Linked DNA regions of Mus musculus: regions 2 and 3 are each linked to region 1. Evidence: chromatin contacts called from public HiChIP or PLAC-seq and promoter capture Hi-C data. All regions are on one chromosome and are shown on one strand. Each heading gives the region's core, a stretch centred on a gene start, on an enhancer-like site or on the middle of the called end of the contact. The rest is flanking DNA. Distances are from core to core; before and after follow the strand shown.

Region 1 (3,111 bases), core at 239-2,738:
CTTTTGGAAAGAGAAAACCCAAAAGGAAGAGCCATCATGCTTTGGGAGTGGGAAAGGGGGTTGTCACTTTATTTCATGAAGATTCTATCACCTCATAAATATTCAGGAAAACTTTAAAATCCACAGTGTAGAACTCACTGGGCTGCAAGTCACTTTGGGACAGCTTATTCCAATCTCTTTTTGGAAATGTTTGCTTGGCTTAACTTACACTGTCTCTTGAGATATCCAAAGAAAGAATTAAAACTGAGACTGCTCATATTATTAAAAAGGTATTGTTTGATTTCAAATATTTTATTTTGGATACCGGATCTTATAGCCCAGGCTGGCCTAAAACTCTATGTAGCCAAGAATGACACTGAAACTTCTGATCTGCCTCCACCGCCCCAGTAACTGGGATTACAGATATGCAGCACTACATAAGTTTATGCAGTGCTAAGGATGAAACTTGATTTCCTACATGCTAGCCAGCCCTTCCTACTATGTTATATGCACAAATATTTTAGTCATCAGACTTTCCAATGGAAGCTAACATTATATTTTGTAAAGTTTGTTTTCCACTTTGATAAATGAGATTTTCAGTAGCTTCATAGCATCAATCAATTTTATCTCTGGGAAAGATAAATATGTTAAAAGAATGCCTACTGAAGTCCAATTCAAATTCCCTGCTTAGTATAATGGACATTTTATTGCTGGGCATGCTATCCCAACTGTCAAGTTCGGGTAAAAATGCACCAATTAAATATGCAGCACTTAGCTATCAATAGTATCAGCAACAATTTACTCAACAAAAAGTGTGGGAAAATCTTCCCTTCCCATCTTCAAGCTTGCTATCCAGAACCCAGCTCTTTTCCTGAAATCTATTCAAACATTCAGTGAAGCCTGACTTCCTCACCATCCAATTAAATTAATGCCCTCACGATTCCTTCAGCACATCATCCAGTTTCTTCCATTCTCTGACCATTCTCTGAGCCTTTGTATCCCCTCGGCATCCAAAATTCTGGGGGGAGAATGGCTCCTTGCCCAGGTCAGTTGAATCTCTGGAAGTAGTGTCCTAGTGTCTAAAGCTACGCACAACTGTGTTTAATGAAAGTAGGAAAGAGAATCACCTCACAAGTTTTCCACTCCAGTTGGTTCCTTATATATTTCCACATCACCATTTTGGGACTAGGGATGTTACTCAATGGCAGGGCCGTCCCCAGCACCACAATAAGACGAAAAAACTAACACCACCATTTGCAAATTACTTTTGAGGCTGGCAGAGTAGCTTGGACTCCATTTTCAGAGAACAGTCCCTCAAACAATGCTGAGGAGAGAGGCGAGGCTTGGCAAGAACGTCTGGTGTCCCAATTTCATGGACTGAAATTGAGCCCGCCAGAGGGGCTCCGTCCAGAGTCGTGAGGAAAGCGCGAACCCCGGAGAGCCTCCAAGTGCCGACGAACTCTTCCCTTCTGGCCGCGCCATGGGTTCAAAAAGCATCACCAGCTTCCCAGCCCGAGACCCACCAAGTTCCTCAGAGGCTGGCCCGCCCGGCCTCACACCCCGCACTAGCGGCCCCCGGGACCTCCCTCTCCCACCTGGACCAACCAGCACAGCCCCGGGGGCGGTGCCGCAGGCCGTGGCCCTCCTATAAGGGGGAACGATTGGCCAGCCCGGCCGTCACTCAGGAGGTCGTGCCCTGCCCACGCCTCCCTCCCTCCCCTTCCACCCTCCTAGTCCGGAAAAACGGCGGTTGGGCCAGGGTGGCAGCCAACGGCAGGCGGGGAGTGCTGGGGTGAGGAGCGGGGAACACAGGAAGAAGCGGGCAGGCCGGGCGCGCGCCGAGGGGAGCCTGGCCGGCGCCGCGGGGACAAGATGGCGGCGCTGGCGGAGGGCCAGGCGTGAGGCGGGGCCGCGGACAGTCCCCCTCTCCGCCCCCGCGGCGCGCGGCCGGCCCGGTCAGGACAGCGGCTCGCCGGGCTCGGCCGCGGGAGGGGAGGGGAGTGGAAGAGAGGGGAGGGAAGGGTGCGGCCCGGCCCACTATGCAAAGCGCCCGCTGCTGCCGCCGCCACCGCCCCGTGGCAAAGGTAAAAGGCCGCGTTCAGCCTCCGCGGCCTCCATGGCGGCGCAGGCCTGCCCTCCTCCGCCGTGCCGCGCTGCGCCGCGCCGCGCCGCGGCTTGGCCCGGCGGGCTTGCTCTTACCTCAGGGTCGGGCGCCACCACAACCGCGGAGCAGATCCCGTGTCTGCGGCCGGCGCCCCCGGCTAGGAGGGCAGGGCGCGGGCCGGGCAGGCGCCGGAGGGCAGGAGCCCGGGGGCTCGGGCGGCCGGGACGCCGCGGCGGGCCGGTGCGGAGCGGGGCGGCGGGCTGGGCCCTGGCACCGCCGGGGTCGCGGAGGGACCGCGCTTTGTTATTGTTTTTGTCAGTGAAAGGTCAGAGTTCGTGACCCCGGTGCCGCTGCCGCCGCCGCCCGCGCGCTGGGAGGAGGAGGGCGAATGTTCCTCTTCCTCTTCCCGGCGCCAGCCTCACCGCGGCGGCGGGGGGCGGGCGAGCACGCGATTGGCTGAGCGCGCGCGCGCACCGGAACGCCGCCGCTGCCGCTGCGGCCGCCGCCGGAGCTGAGGCCCGCAGGCCTGGGCCGGGCAGGTGCGGCCGATCCCGTAGGCACCGCTTGCAGGCTGGAGAAGCGGGCCCTTGCCTGGCGCCGCGCCGAGATGTTGCAAGCGAGCGGTGTCCTGGGAGTGCACTGAGCTCCCGGTACCTTCCTTGGGATGGATGGTAGCTTTCTGTTTTAAAGCTCCGAGGATGTGCATGCCTCTGGCCGGACCAGGCAAGTGTGCAGATGCCCCAGGCCCATTTTTAAAACAGGTGCTTAGCCTTGGAGCCCAGACTTGTGCAGTCCCGTGCCCCTCTCCTTCGCGATTTGAGAAAAGCAGCTTTGGCACGCACTGATTGCATTCTGAAAAGCCTCCGGGTTATACTTCTTCATTGGGCTTGGGAAGGTGCCGCCGTTTCCCTCTGAGTGTCTGCCTGCAATGTTCACCCACTCCCCTTGATCACCGAGCTGTGTAGATTGGATATACTCTACCATCTAATTACACACACACACACACACCTCTTGCTCATTAGAAATAA
Region 2 (3,111 bases), core at 435-2,934, 1.3 Mb after region 1:
GGCCCAGTGCCTGGGCCTTTAAGCACTTGGAATTTCTCTCTTTGGGTGGTAGACTCCAAGGGTCACACCCTCCGTGCTTCAGAATGGGAGATAGCGTAGATCCTAGAAAGCTGGCCCCAGATTCTCTTCTGCTCCGAGCAAATTGAGTGACCTTGGTTAACTTATCTGGAAAAAAAAATGGCTTAATAACCATCCTGGCATAGGTGAGAAAAGTTAACCAATGCCTGGCCCAGATGGATTTGCCTGCCTGTCAGGGTGGGTACCTAAGCATCTTCCTCACCACCACCTTCCTGTTCCATGAGCTCAGCTGAGTGAGTTGTTATCTGGCCAACAGTGTACCTAGCGAATATCTCCTAAGTGCCCTCTGTGTGTTTGGCCCAGAGTAGAGGTGGTGGTGGTGGAGGGGGCAAGGGTAGTGGAACGCCTTCCTCTTGGAATATCTGGGGCTCAGGAAATGGACCACAGAGTGAAATGTGGCTGTGTGGTTTTGAATGACTTCTTGGGTGGTCACAGGGGACCTGAGTCCAAGATCAAGGAAGCCACTGGATGAAGGACCAGCTGGGGATTCGGGTTCTAAGGACAGAGGGACTGGGAACTTCCAGCAGTATCCCCAAAAAGGAGGGTGTCTGGTTGGGCACAGAATCTGGAGCCACTCCACTGTTGGATAGTGCTCACCTTGTTCCCTCAGCACAGACTGGAAGAGGACCACACTCTAGCTACAGTGATAGGGAGGTAACCTGGCTGGCCCTGGAGTCCCAGACTAAAGGTGAAGGGGACAGCAAAGAGCTGTACTGGGGAGGGTGGGGAGAGGTTGGGGGGGTAGTGGAGATCAGACTCGTTCAGTCATCACGTAAAGCAGAGTTTTTCAACATGTGTCAGGACCCCTTGAGGGTTGAATGATCCTTTTATAGGGGTCACCTAAGATCATCAGAAAACACAGATATTTACATGATGATTCATAACAGTATCAAAATTATAATTATGAAGTAGCAATGAAAATTGTTTTATAGTTGGAGTTACCACAACATGAGGAACTGTATGAAACGGTCTCAGCATTAGGTTGAGAAACATCATGTTAGATAGAGGTCCTGTGAGAGTGTTTGAGGGGGAGTGGGGCAAGCTGGGTACTTAAAACAAGCAGAACATGATAAGCTCCAGGCCAAAGGGATGAGGTAAGGGGTGGGACCCAGAACACAGAGAGGCGGGTCAGCTCAGCCTCAGCTTTAATCCTGTTGCTTCATCTGCTTTCAGAGACATGGCAGAGATAAGGGTGAACTCCACCCACTGGGTCACTAGGGAGAAGTGAAGGGTAGGGGCAGGGCAGGGCAGGGTTAAGGGGCCTCTAGAAAGAATGTGGAAAACCTGGAATTGGGTTTTGTTTTCATATTTTATTTTTATTTTTATTTTTATTTTTTACAGTGCTGAAAGTAGAACCCAGGGCCCTAGGCATGGTAGGTAAGCACTACCACTGGCCACATGACCTCACATTCCTGTCGTTCCTTTTGTCCTCCCTGTACTACCAGGCCTGGCTCTTTTCTCTTCTCTTCCTGTCTCCATTTTCCTCTACCTTCTTTTCTGGGCTCAAGCCATGCTTTTCTCTTAGCCTTGTCCATAGCTAGGACAGGCCAGAGCTATCAAGGACTGTTGGATGTGCATCTAGCTCTCATCTGTATAAGGACTAGTCCAGCCACAGCTTCACTGGAGTCTCGGGCGTTGATGACTCACCAAATGCTTTGGAAGTTGAGGGAGGAAAATTACTTTGGGTTTGAGGCCAAGCTGCAAAAAATTGCCTCATTGATTTCTCACGACAAATCCTGAAAGCATGGGTGCAAATCTCATCTCTTTATTGGCATCTGGTTTTGGTTTTGGTTTTGGTTTTGTCTTTTCAGCAGTGGGGATTAAATTGAGGGCCTCATGTATCATAGGTTAGTGCTCTACCACTGAGCACCATGCTCAGCTATCTCTTTTTGCTTTTTGAGACAGGATCTCACTAACTTATTCAGACTGGCCTCGAATACTTTCTATAGCCCAGTCTAGTCTTGGGCTTGGTGATTCTTCAGTTCTCAAGTGGCTGGACTCTAGGCCCACACTGCCAGTACTGGCTTTAACTTTGTTTTGCAGCTGGGGAAACTGAGGCAGCCAGGTGTGTTGCCAGAATTCTTTTCTGAATTCTGGGAAGTAGCAGCATCAGAATTGGAATCCAGAACTTACCTTTCCTTTGAGGTTGAGGGTGTGTATCCCAAACACTGACTTAAAAGAGACTTCAGTATTTCATATCAAGCTGAGCTCATTGTTTCCATGCCTTCCTTCTGGCTGCAGCTGATAGCCTTACCTCTCCCTCATCTGCAAGATCATCTGAGAGCTAGTCCCTACCAGACCCAGAGCTGCTATCCATCTGGTCTGCCTGGAAGATGGCCCTTTGCTAGCAGCTCCCAGCCTTCTTCAGAGTGGTCAGTGTCCCCTGCAAGCTCAGTAAGTCAGAAATATGGGTATGATGACACACCCTCATATCCCTCACCTCTTCTAGCCTCTTCTCATGCACACAGCTGTGAACTGGAAGGGTATCTACCATTTCAGGGAAGACCAGAGGAAGACAAATCTTTGGAAGAGTGACTGTAGGCAGGGTCTCCAGCCTCTTCATTTCTGTTTCTTCATTTCTTTGAGATGGACAAAGATTCCCATTAGGACACACACTGTGTCATTTACTTGGAAGGCTCCAGGAAAAGTTGGCCATGAGGCTACTGCCCATCAGAAATTCATCTGTATGTCGGCTGGAGCTAGACTCAGAGAACAATCCCAGCATCTTCCCCAGTTCCCTCCCTCTGACCATGTGGGTCTATGGTTTATTTGAAAACTTTTGAGTTCCCTGGGATTGTGGAGACTGCTCTTGGCCCAAAGCAGAGCCCATGCTTCAGGGTCTCAGCTCTACAAACAGGTACCCTGGTATAGGCACCACAGGAAGTCAGTGGTGAATTCTCAAGTGCTAACTGTTGCTATGTAACAAGCTGTATGGTGCTATGGCTTGAAATAGCAGTGGTCTGTGATGTGGGGTCTGTGGGTTAGGGGATCTGCCAGTTTCTGCTGGTCTCCCAGGGAGGCCAGATAGATTAG
Region 3 (3,111 bases), core at 224-2,723, 1.1 Mb after region 1:
CACACACACACACACAGAGGTGGTGGTGGTGGGACGCAATAGGCACCTGGTAGGTAATTCATGCAGGCTAGATTCTTCCCATGTCTGTCAGTTTCTCAATTCTTTAGATCAGCTGAGCCAAAGCAGGAGGTGGAAACTTAAAGGCTAGGTGCAAGAGATGTGCAGTGGGGGATATGGAGCTGTGGCAAAGGGTTGCTGGAGCTAACAGCTGTTATTAAGCTGAGTTTCCAGAGGTGACAGAGCAGAATAGGGCCACAGTTTGGGGGGAAATGGAGCTAGGGGATTGGCCTCTACTTTCTACCTTTGGGCAGAGGATAACAACATTCTCAGGCCTCCCTATTTGCATATAGTGGCCCTGAGAAGAGCCGGTCTGACAAGCATGCTGGTTGAGCAAGACCTGACTGACCTTTTACTAAGTAGCTGGTAGCCACTGCAGCCTGAGTTAGGAGCTCCCTTCTCACTATATAGATGAGCTTCAGGGGTCCATTGCTTTCCCTGAGACAAGAGTGAGCTTGATAATTACCTCACTAGGCACAGATGCCTAGACATGCTAGAAGCTTTCAATCCCAGAAACTTTAAGCTCTTCCTCAGAGGGCTTTCTTGAATGTCTTGACCTCTAGTACCAAGAGTCATTATTTATTCCCAGCACTGGGGGAGAAGATTAAAACAGGGAAGAAATCCATTCATTCATGGTGCCTTTGCTATCTGGGAGTTATTTGCTTCTGTTGTTATTGACGTTGATTTTCCCCTGACATCAGCACTCATTTATGCAGTGTGCAGTCAGCTACATTCTAATGATCCATTTCTAGAACCACATTTCCCTCACTAGAGCTTGGGTACCTAGTGGGTGCTCAGAGTATATAGCCTGAATGGGTAAGCCAGGGAAGACAAGAAGTATTGGAATCATCAAACCGCAGGTGCGAATGAATGTATTGAACCAAGTTTAAGAGAACATGGCAATATCCCCTAAGGGTTTGCTGTGTGCTCATACCTTATGTGTCATCACTCCTATCAGGCAAAGACAGGCTCCCATTATACAGATGTGAAACCTAGGCTTAGAGGGATCACATGCCTTGTTTAAGCTCTGTCTGGTCGTCAGCCAGTGTTGGATCTCACGCTGTTTGGCTCCTGATCTTGCTCACCTCCTGCCTGACTTTCACACTGTGGAATGATCAGACCACTTCTCAGGATTCTTTTTGGCTCCTGGCCAGTGCTTGAAGGTGCACAGCATGTTTGGATCCCTTCTGCCCCATTGAATCTTGTCACCAATGCAGTGCTTTTGGTGGTGATTGTGTAAAGGGGAAAAGGTAGAAGAAGGTGACCCCCTTTTAGCCTTTGATCTCCTGAAGTTTCTTGGCAGAAGTAAACATCAGCCTCAAGTGGCTGGGGAGAGGCCCAGTGGAACAGCCTCTTCCGCCTTCTCATCTGCTCCAGCCCTCAAGGGCTGTCACATCACACATCACTCTGAGAGGACGTTTTTTCTGAAGCTCTGAGTTGGTGACTCACTCTGGGGGAGGTTTTCAGTGGCATTCAGTGTCTGTTGACTTACCAAACAAAGTGCTTTTCTGGGTTTGTGGTGACATTAACCATGATGGTGGTGCTTCATTTCAGGGGCATGCTCAAGGGTGGCCGTAGAAGAGGGGGTGGCAAGAGGAAACTGGACTGTCCTAATTGGCAGCAGGCAGATAACACAGAAAGCACTATGATGGTCCTGGCAAGGAGCCTTTGAGTTGTGTTCTTCAAAGTGGTTAGAAAGTACCAAAACTGGGGTGTAGGGGCTAGGAAGCAGAGTGCTCTTATGCGCAGATTCCTTTCTCCCTAGGAGCAAAGACTAGGGGTCTGGAAGAGGATAGGAAGGCCTTTTTTCTCCTCACCTGTAACTGTGGCTGAGAAACTGGTGGCAGGAGACCCTGTGGTTATATTTCCACTAAATAATATTCTCCTTCTCCCAGCTGAGATAAAGGCTGGATCCAGTGCTGAGAAGATGTCCCTTTGTCAGGAACAAGCTGCACCACACTTTGGGACACTTGTCCTAGTTGGACAAAATGTATTAAACTGTAAGGGATCAGGGTGAGCCATTCTTATTTTTCCAGCAGATGGTAGAGTCCACAGAAAGATGAGGGAGTGTTTTTCTGAAGCTCTCTCCCAGCCGTCTGACAAGCTAAGCAAATTATTATTTTACAACCCAGAAAGTAAATCAGGGAATGCTTCTTTATCTAGCTGGCGCTGAGAGAAATAGTGAGTGGTGCAGTGTGTGAATTGCAGTTGAGAGCTGCTGGTGCTTTTGACGTGAGTGTTCACACCAGATACAGGCCACTGTGCCTGCAGAAACCTCAGACCTCAGGGCTTCGCTATGGGGAGGGAGGTGTGGTGAGCGCTTGGCCACAGGAGGCAGGCATTTGGGAACATCCATATGTTGTGTCATCAGGATGACTATCTGTCAGTTATTTTGTCTATAACATTGCTTTGACAGCTGATTGGATTGTTTGTGCTACTTTATTTTTTTATAGAAGAGCAACACTTGGCTTAACTTGGGAAGTACACAGTTCTGTGCTTGTCTGGGTGTCAACAGGAATAATTACCACTGAGCCAGCAGAGAAACAAACATAGACAAACTGGGAATTTGTCAAAAACTGGAATCAAAGAAGGTGAAACTGACCTATCTGAAAGGGAGTACGAGCTACTGATGTAGTTATGAGACCATCTGAGTTCAGTGGATCTCCTGCTTGCAGACGTTCACCCAGCATAGACACATGCTAGTCTGCAGACCAGATCTCCCCAACTATAGGCTAAGTGTGGCCAAGTGATATGGTTGGAATTCTTGTGTACCAAGTCTATGGAGCTGATAACTCAGAGTTATGCAGAATTCACTGGTCAGTAAGTATTGTGCATGGAAAGGGCTCTGTTTCCATCAATAAAGCATAGCAGCTTTGATGTTGCAATGCCCCTGTCACCCTAACTTCCCTAGGCTTCTTCTGGAGGACCTTTAAGGCTTTCTCATGAGTGGGCAGTTAGTCCTCATCTAGCAGTGGGTTGGAAGACCTAGCCCCTGCTGTAGCTGTTTCCAGTGGCTCAAAGTTTGTAAGGCCCAGCCTCTCTGAGTCAGTTCCA

Evidence for each region. Promoter capture Hi-C pulls out the DNA fragments that hold promoters and counts their contacts. HiChIP or PLAC-seq counts read pairs in DNA pulled down with a chosen protein or histone mark.
Region 2: a contact with region 1 is called in a FOXA1 HiChIP or PLAC-seq map of pancreatic cancer cells. The contact joins the enhancer-like site here to the promoter of Nr2c2 in region 1. A contact is called at or near these places in 2 of 39 promoter capture datasets (neutrophils and pre-B cells), 2 of 484 Hi-C or Micro-C datasets (B cells and double positive thymocytes) and 2 of 115 datasets of contacts at active chromatin or transcription factors (pancreatic cancer cells and thymic regulatory T cells).
Region 3: a contact with region 1 is called in a promoter capture Hi-C map of hippocampal neurons, with 8 times the contacts expected there. The contact joins the enhancer-like site here to the promoter of Nr2c2 in region 1. A contact is called at or near these places in 4 of 39 promoter capture datasets (hippocampal neurons, liver, pre-B cells and 1 more).

Annotation. Positions count from the first base shown.
Region 1 is chr6:92,090,810-92,093,920 of GRCm38.p6, reverse strand. Nr2c2 (nuclear receptor subfamily 2, group C, member 2) reads right to left here and starts at 1,488. Exons shown (of 15, transcript NM_001347342.1): 1 at 1,107-1,488.
Region 2 is chr6:90,748,379-90,751,489 of GRCm38.p6, reverse strand. All of the region lies in intron 1 of Iqsec1 (IQ motif and Sec7 domain 1), which reads left to right. Among named protein-coding and RNA genes, the nearest start is that of Iqsec1, 60 kb to the left of the region's middle. Within about 2 kb of position 1,684, at least 76 of the 459 cell types and tissues checked have an H3K27ac peak or open chromatin away from gene starts, as enhancers often do. A contact at or near this core is called in pancreatic cancer cells, where this site is marked.
Region 3 is chr6:90,982,678-90,985,788 of GRCm38.p6, reverse strand. It overlaps a transcript of Iqsec1 not described here. Among named protein-coding and RNA genes, the nearest start is that of Gm38860, 26 kb to the left of the region's middle. Within about 2 kb of position 1,473, at least 27 of the 459 cell types and tissues checked have an H3K27ac peak or open chromatin away from gene starts, as enhancers often do. A contact at or near this core is called in hippocampal neurons, where this site is marked.